Regions from separate parts of the Sus scrofa genome. Here region 1 is linked to region 2. Evidence: chromatin contacts called from public Hi-C data. All regions are on one chromosome and are shown on one strand. Each heading gives the region's core, a stretch centred on a gene start, on an enhancer-like site or on the middle of the called end of the contact. The rest is flanking DNA. Distances are from core to core; before and after follow the strand shown.

Region 1 (4,259 bases), core at 486-2,985, 450 kb before region 2:
CTGTGGCATATGGAAGTTCCCAGGCCAGGAACTGAATTGGAACTGCAGACGGGCCTATGCCATAGCCACAGCAACACTGAATCCATTGAGTGAGGCTAGGGACAATGTTGGGTCCGTAACCACTTAGGCACAATAGGAAGTCCTCAAAACACTTATAAAAAAAGCTCATTTCACAAATATACTCAAACAGTTCGAACCTTCTTCTCTCCACAGAAAAATAGTCTTGGGAAGACATGAAGAAATGACTCATATGGCAAATTTCAAATTCTAGCCAATATGAATGCTTATTTGATTAAAAATATATTCAGTAAGATTAAAACTAGTGCAAGGAATGCCTGATGATCTTAAGGTTTTAAAATATAGACTTTAGGGTTTGGAGAGAGGACTTCTTTTACATCACTGTGAGCTCGGAGACTTAAAGATTTAGAGATCAGCTTCCAAAGTTTTAAAAGAAGTAAAATGTTCCTTTTGTTTGTTTGTTTCTATTTATTTCTTCATTCCTGACTGTGGGTCTATCACTATTTCTTAAATCACAAATATGACAGCTTTTCACAGTATTTGTTGAAACTCACCAGGGTGGTCTCTCCAAGGGGATTACTAATTCTTCCCTCTCAATGAGGCAGCTTCTGCCCATCATTCCTGCCTCTCCCTCAACACCTTTCCATAAGCAACAGAAACTCTGGCCATAGTAATGGCTGGCAGTTAGGATGTCCTCTTTCCCCGCTCTTTCTCTATGAGTCCATTTGCTGCTGCCTAAAACCACCCTACTCTACCTTCCTAGGTCTGATATGTACTTTGAGAATCTTCTCATAGCCCTACTTTTCCAGACTCCACATAGCTATTTTTTTTTTTTTTTTTTTTTTTTACCACGGTACTCCAGGCTGGACCACAGGTGCTTTCTCTGTATCCTAGAAGCCTCTTGTAGATCTCCCTCATGCCATCAGTCAATGTCAACATAGGTCATAAGACATATAATGTGTACTTTGCTCATCAAACATGCCCCTAGAATCTAAATTATAAAGAATCTGTGGAAAAAGATTATGACTTACTCATTGTTTTATCTTTGCTTAGAAGAATATAGCAGGGAATTGGTGATTATTTAATTAATATGACAATAAAAACATTTTTTCTCAAACTGACTTGCCCTTGGTCACATGCTAGGCCTTCCCCATTGAATATACAGAGATACGAAAAGGAACTGAAATGAGGCTTCCCCATCAATCAACATGAATCAGACTTGTCATATTATGTTCCATGATCTGTATGCAACTTATAAGTTATTTTTATACGTGTGGAAATAATTCAACAATGGACTTTACAGCTGAGAAACTATGTTCATTAATCCTCTTCTGTTAAACATAGTATTAACACTATGAATGGCAAAAACGGTTCATTTCCAGCTCTGACCTCAAATGTTAGCCTTAGTTTTAAAGTGAAAAGTATTATTAAGACTTAAATGCATGTGATCAATCTACCATCAATTCTCTCTTCTATATCTACCTTTCTCTCCTGAAATACCACTAAAATGACGTTAAGAAAGAGAGAAATCAGAGAATGAAAAATAACATATTCTATACAAACAAAAGTACATGGAGAATTCTTTTTCCAGCCAAGATGGAACAAGAAAGGACTGGATTTATGCTTCTTCCTGAAACAACTACCAAACTGGACAGAATATTTGAAACAATAATTAACCAGACATAGATCACTCAGTAACAAAGAGCAGTGATTCCTAAGAGATGATAAACAACTAAAGTCATACAACTGACCCAGCTTAATGCTTTAAAAGAGTCTCCAGAACATAGCCCAGGGAAGGAAACCAGGAAGAGATCAGCGACCTCCCACGTTGAGGACAGAGCTGGGAACCCAGGGAGGTTCACAGGGGCAAAAATCAGAGAGGAAGGAACTTCACAAAGAGAGCTCTAGAGGTCTACAGAGAAGTCTCCTTGATTATTCAGTACATGTATGCAAAACTTCAAGGTTGGAGAAGTAAACATATTATGTGTAATGTGGTACAGTATCACCTGTACTAAGTGGTACAGTGTCAGGTGAAGATTGTGACAGTATAGTTATAGTACACCTAAGTATACCTAGCGTAAATATACTATAGTATACCTATAGTACAGTATTCCTAGGTACACTATAAGCTCCAAAGCAACCACTATAATAATACATCAAAGAGTAATAACTGATAACCCAGTGAAGGATATAAGATGGAATAATAAGACATAATAAAAACTAAATAATCCAAGAGGAGGCGTATATAGGAAGAAGGAACAAAGAACAGATGGGACAAAAGGAAAATAAACAGCCAGCCAGAGGACAGACTTACCCAAGCATGTCTGTAACCACATTAAATATAAATAGCCTAAATACCCCCAATTAAAGGCACAGATTGTCATAAAACCCACAGAAGGCCACAACTTGGAGAAACCAAGTGTCATGCAATGACGCAGTAAGATCCAAGGCTGAAAACAGGAGAATTGAAAATGCCTATGTATATGGAACGAGAGATGCCCAGGTGCCTCCATGCCCAGTTCTACCAGACATCTAACAGGAGAAAGAGATTGTTCTCCGGTGAAAGATTAGAGATTCTGACTCAGGGTCTAGCTAAGGTCAGGAAAGATCTTTGGGGCTGAAAACAAGGGGATTAAATTCAGGTTTCCAAACTGAACAACAGAAGTCCTTGTTTCCTTTTTTTGATGTTATTTTAGAACTCACAAATACAGAAAAAGAATATTTTTTCCTCTAGAGAAAACGAATGTTTTCCATGAAAAGACATTCATGTCCTAACAGCAAAGATTGTCTAATGAAAAATGCAGCTTTTCTCTTATCCACCCTACACTGATTTTTAGCAAATAAAACTCCTCTCCCCAGACAGAGCTTCCAGTTCCCACTCCTGAACACAAAAAATAGCAAATGATCAGTGGGAATTTGAAGTATACTTTCTATAAAAAGATACAGACAAAAATGGAAAGGAAAAGAAAGGATAAAGGAAGAAAAGACAAAAGAAAAATAAGAGAGGAGGGAGGAAAAAGAGTAATTTTGAGACAACATAGAATGATGGGGTGTGGGACTGCCAAACTCTCTAAGTTACATCATGAAGAACCTAAGGGAAAACAGAACATCCACAAAACAGGAACAGGATGCTACAAAGAAGTGCAAGTAAAGAATAAAAAAAAAGGGGGAACATTAAAAAATTATTGTGAAAAAATAATCATAATACAATTAGATATAAATTGGCAGAAATCTCTGAAAAAGTAGAACAAAAAGGCGAGGAGAAAAGGGAAGAGGGAGATCAAAAAAGGTACATTCTCAGAGAACATAGAAGATCTAACAACTAACTTCCTAGAAGGAAAACATAGAGAAGTGAAAGGAAAGAAATGAAGATGCTCTTTTATTTCTTCACTTTTTCACGAAAACTGGAAGGCAGGCATCTCTAAAGGAAGGTTCTACTGAGTAGTTGCATAAGGAACAACAAAAAACTTGTGGCAAGGGGGATCATTATAAATTTGAAAATACTAGGAATAAACAAAAGCTCTTTGAAAGTTTCAGGTGGGAAAACAGATCACCAGTAACCATTAAAAATGGTTGCCTCTAAAATGATTTAATTATTTTACCTTGTGTGTGCCTATGAGGAACTGAGGGAGGCAATGCACTTTTCCCAGATTTGTACTGGGGAGGGGTGGAAAATCTGGGAGGAGGAACTCAACAGGAGTAGTTCAGGTTCTCTCTGCTACTTGCCCACAGAGCAGGCGTGTTGGATTCTCCAAGTGGTACACTTACCAGGGCAGGGGTAAAGCCCTCCAGAGCATGAGGATGCACCTGTGACCTCACCTAACTCAGTAGTGAGTTATCAGAACACCAGGCAGCCTACTGGGCTATAGGTCAAGTGGAGGTATCGAGACCTGCTTTATGTCAGTAATGGAGCTGATATGATGCAGAGAAGTGAGAAGAATAAATTTATCTCCCTCCAAACTCCAAATATGTGGAGGTAGTTTTGACTCAGAGTAGAAGTAAATAAAATATATGATTCAATCAAACTATGTAAATATACACAGAAGTCCAATGAGAGAACATATTTAGGTCCAAAGGAAGAAATGTGCTGAGTGACAAATGGCTCAGTAAGGAGGTGACATGTGTCTCTTATTTGCCACTGATCCATATCAAAGATGCTCACCTGTAGCCACATATTAGAATCACCTGGGAAGCATGATCAACTACCTATGCAAAGCCCCATCCTCAACCAACTAAACTAA
Region 2 (4,308 bases), core at 586-3,085:
TACAAAAGAATCATTCTTCAGTTCTTGAATAAGCAGTTATCATCCAATTCAGAAAAATACATAACGAAGGCTGGAGAACAACAGTTCATATAGCAGATTTATTTTATTTAAGTGAAAGCACAGTGATAGAGCAGAGATGGAATACAGTTTGGATACTGGCAGATTTGAGTTTGGATCTCTGCTTCCCAATTGGCCATTTGTGAAATTTTGGGCCTCCATTCCGTCCCCATCTATAAAACGGGGGTAAGATTACTTTTCTTATAAGACTGTCAAAATGATCACATGATAAAATAATTGCAAAATATCTAGTATGATGCTTGGCACATAGGTGTACTAGACATACAAAATGTCATTATTTTCATTTTTCTTTTATTCAAACTACAAATTAAAGTTTTCTATGTGCACCCCGCCAAAAAGCTTTAATTCTTAGAACCTTATGGTGACAAGTGTTTTGAAAAATTAAATATACACAAACACACAGAGTTGCAGAAATGTCTGAGAGGATGATCAATATCAACACAAAGCTTTCAAAGATAAATTTATGCTATATTAGGATAAAATTCTTGGTGGGATTTAAATGGAAATGCAGTTTCAAGGAGAAAAACAGATAATGCAAAATGTCTGATTGTTAGAATTTTTTTCATGTATAGTTAAAAGGATGTTTCTGGCTATCTAATGCTGTATTCTATTGGATACATAAAAGAATGATATTTTATTTTTAAATGTCAATATTTGCAGCATATCATAAATCACACATTTATTTAGCACTGATTTAAACTTCTAAGAAAAAAATCTGCACCAATCTAAGACATATGAATGCTTTTCACAATTCTTTGAGGGGGTGTGTTAGCATTAACGTTTGAAGGCCACTGAGTTGGAGTATTTCTAAACCTTGCCTTTCTCCTTTCTATCTGCCAGTTTAAAGCTTTATAAAATAGTGTAAGTGTTGTTTGGGGATCAGGGCTTCCCTTTTTGTTTTGAGAACACATGATCTCTATGGTAATCTAGAAATAGTAGGACTCTGACTACTGGAAAGTTTCCAATTGCCCAGGCAGAGAACTCTGAGTCCATTATTCTAACTAGATCTTCACTCACATATACTATTAAAGACAGAATAAAAATATAACAAGTTTACATCCAAAAAAAGGAATAATAATGATTTTTTAAAAGACTATCCTGGGTTCCAAGCACAGGACTCCTAGTTCTTTAAATTTCAGTTCCAGCACCAAGATGGCAATTCTCTCTTCTTTAGTTGTTGCTATTGAGAGGGAAATAGCTATAGCTAGAAATAACCAGAATAATCAAATTGTAAAGCCTTTTTACTGAAAGGTATTTTTAATATCATAACAGTTTCTGAGAAAGATGACTGATAATTGACTTTCAACACAAAGAGGCCCTAAATACTTTGTCAATTTTATTCAGCTTTATCTTGATCTTTATTAGAATCTAGGAAAAGGTAGTCTTTGCAGAATCAGAATTTTAGGGACTTCTCAGGATCAGTGTCAAATAATGGCTGTTTGCCTTGTTGACTGAGTGGTTAGAAATTCAACATTGGAAAATTAAATCAAGTGCTTTATATCCATAAGCATTTGTCACCCAGTTTTGTCAACGTGTTCCAGCCCTGCCTGAAAGCTCTCTGGGATACAGGAAGGGATGTGAGAGGCAGGGGTAAGATAGTGAAATGAAAGGAAAAGTCACAGTTACCCCAAGGTCTTTGGTAGACTGGATATCTGGGGTGGAAAGAAAGGGGACTGCCAGCTAGCCCAACAGCAATCAAGAACTATGCCTAGTTTACTTTTGTATCCACATCATTGCGTAGGCAAACTGGTGCAGAGTCAGGGTTTCATCAGCTGTGTTTATTTCAAACATACCTCAGCACCACGTGTCACAAGCAAAGTGTGCCACTCCAGATCCTCAGAACTTTATAGGCCTAACTCTTAAACAATTGTTTGTGGACATTTAAAAACTGCCTGATGAATTTTTACAGGGTAAAATTTAACATGTTAGCTATAATAAGTATTTAGTCTTTGAGATTTCCTCATAGTATGATAATAGTTTGTCTTAAGCCCTTACTGTGGCAGGAGAAAATAAATGCAAACGTAAGTTAAAAATGGAAATGAGCTACCCAGAGATGTGTGGAATCTCATTCTCAAATGATATGGAACAATATGGAACAATATCAAAATTCTTGGGTTAAAGAAGAATTCTGCCTATGGACAGTAATAATAGTACCAACTACTGTATATTTGCTATTTGTCCTGTGTTGGGTTATATCTGTGTAATAATGCTATAAATATTCTTATCCCCTTTAACTGGGCAAGCCACAAGTTTAGAGAGGTGAAATGATCTGCCTATGGTCAGAGCACTGGTCACTCGTAGAACTAAGATCCAAACCCAGATATTAAATAGATGGTTCCAGAAGAATCTCCAGCCGTGAGATTCAGTGGCTGTGTGCTGATCTCCCAGGAGCCATAAGAATGGCTTGCCCATAAATGGGCTGTGCAGCAATGAAGAGAGCTGGAATGAGCTGCGTGGGTGTCAGCCATGTGCAGCTAAGCCCAGCAGTTCTGTGTGAGATTTACTGCACTGTGAAGCTCCAGCATCTTTCCGTGTGGTGATCACTATCTGATTAAGCCCACTGATAGGCTTCCCACTGTTCTGCAATTCACTAAAAGCAAGCGTAATATAAATGAGCCATATGTGGTGAGGTTCATCTATAATTTAAGATGAGACCAATTTGACCTGAAAGTTTTTCAACTATTCAGTTGCCAGTTTAAAAGGTAAATTTGGGGGCAAGATCTAGAGTAGTGAAAAGTATTTTTTGGAGAAAGAAGTGTGTGCGATATTTGGTATTTCAATTCTATTTGTAAATCACTTTTAAAAGAAATCCACAGTTAACATGTTCAATACATGTCTGAATTCTCAACTCTTAAAATGTAATTGTCATAGTTTTCTATGCCTAGGTCTGTTCTTTTAACATAAAAGAAACCAAGGAGATTAAGCTCCTCAAAAGCAGGTGTTATTGCCACAATGGATATAGTTATACACTGTGACACAAAATTCATCATTTAAAAATATATAGATACTTCCTTATAATAGAACAGAAAGTATCAGGTTAGTAAGTATTATTTAAATATAGATGGAAACAACCAACTAGCCAGATTCTCTGGTAGGAAAAGACCAATTAGAAAATGGCTGAACTGGAAGAATCTACATTTGGTTTTCAAATATCTGGGCTATCACAATCTTCTTTTTCACTTCATGGCAACCCAGATCTAACCAATCACCTAACAAACTGAAAGTATGAATACAACAAGGGCCCTTTTTGAAACAAGGAAGAAGAACACATTTTTTAAAAGACACAATGTAAAAACCTATGGTTGTTTATTTCCTACTCCTTATGGCAAGAGTCAGGGTCAGATACAAGTATGTCTAGTTCTGTGGATGAAATTTGACCCAGAAAACTGACCTAAGATTTGGCAGTTGTGATACATAACTTCAGAGCACTGCTCTAAAGCACTGTTGTTTCCTAACTGCGTGACCACAGAAAAGGCATTTAACCTCTTAAATGAAGTATTTATATTCCTGTGAACAGCTGCCATGAGAATTATGGAGCATAATATACATGAAATACTTTAACACTATGATTGGTACACAATAAATGTTCAATAATGTATAATATTAATATATGTTATCAGACTTCATTGAAAATGAATATAAATCTGTGAATTCCCAAGAGTGGTTATTGGAGTTAAATAAATCTGCTTTCAAATCTCCACTCTACTACTTACTGGTGGTTTGACTTTGAGACTGTTACTTAATCTCTCTGAATCTCACTTTTCTTTTGTTTTTTGTTGTTTTTGTCCTTTTATGGCGGCACCTGCGGCATATGGAGTTCCCAGGCTAGGGGTCTAATTGGAGCTGTAGCCATTGGCCTATGCCAGCCAGAGGCACAGCAACGTCAGAACCAAGCCTCGTCTGCAACCTACACCATAGCTCACAGTAACGCCTGATCCTTAACCCACTGAGCAAGGCCAGGGATCGAACCCGCAACCTCATGGTTCCTAGTTGGATTTGTTTCCGCTGTGCTATGACGGGAACTCCTGAATCTCACACTTTTAGTTCCAATTATTCTTTGTGAGGAGTTGATTTAAAAAAACACAATAGGGAGCATCCTATAGGAGAAATGTATGCTTGCATTATGCTACTTCTCAAAACCACGCCTCTTCCATGAACAAGGAAAGGGAGTCTATGAAAGGGAAGACAGGTGTTATGAGAAAACTATTCAGGTTTAGACTCTAAGGTTTG

What was found. A called contact is a pair of places that touch in the nucleus more often than the background predicts.
Region 1: a contact with region 2 is called in a Hi-C map of liver, with 7 times the contacts expected there. The contact joins two enhancer-like sites. A contact is called at or near these places in 12 of 47 Hi-C or Micro-C datasets (embryonic fibroblasts, epiblast stem cells, fetal skeletal muscle and 6 more).

Annotation. Positions count from the first base shown.
Region 1 is chr2:118,840,442-118,844,700 of Sscrofa11.1, reverse strand. All of the region lies in intron 6 of KCNN2 (small conductance calcium-activated potassium channel protein 2), which reads right to left. Among named protein-coding and RNA genes, the nearest start is that of KCNN2, 400 kb to the right of the region's middle. Within about 2 kb of position 1,735, at least 1 of the 83 cell types and tissues checked has an H3K27ac peak or open chromatin away from gene starts, as enhancers often do. A contact at or near this core is called in liver, where this site is marked.
Region 2 is chr2:118,392,393-118,396,700 of Sscrofa11.1, reverse strand. No RefSeq gene overlaps it. Among named protein-coding and RNA genes, the nearest start is that of KCNN2, 45 kb to the left of the region's middle. Within about 2 kb of position 1,835, at least 2 of the 83 cell types and tissues checked have an H3K27ac peak or open chromatin away from gene starts, as enhancers often do. A contact at or near this core is called in liver, where this site is marked.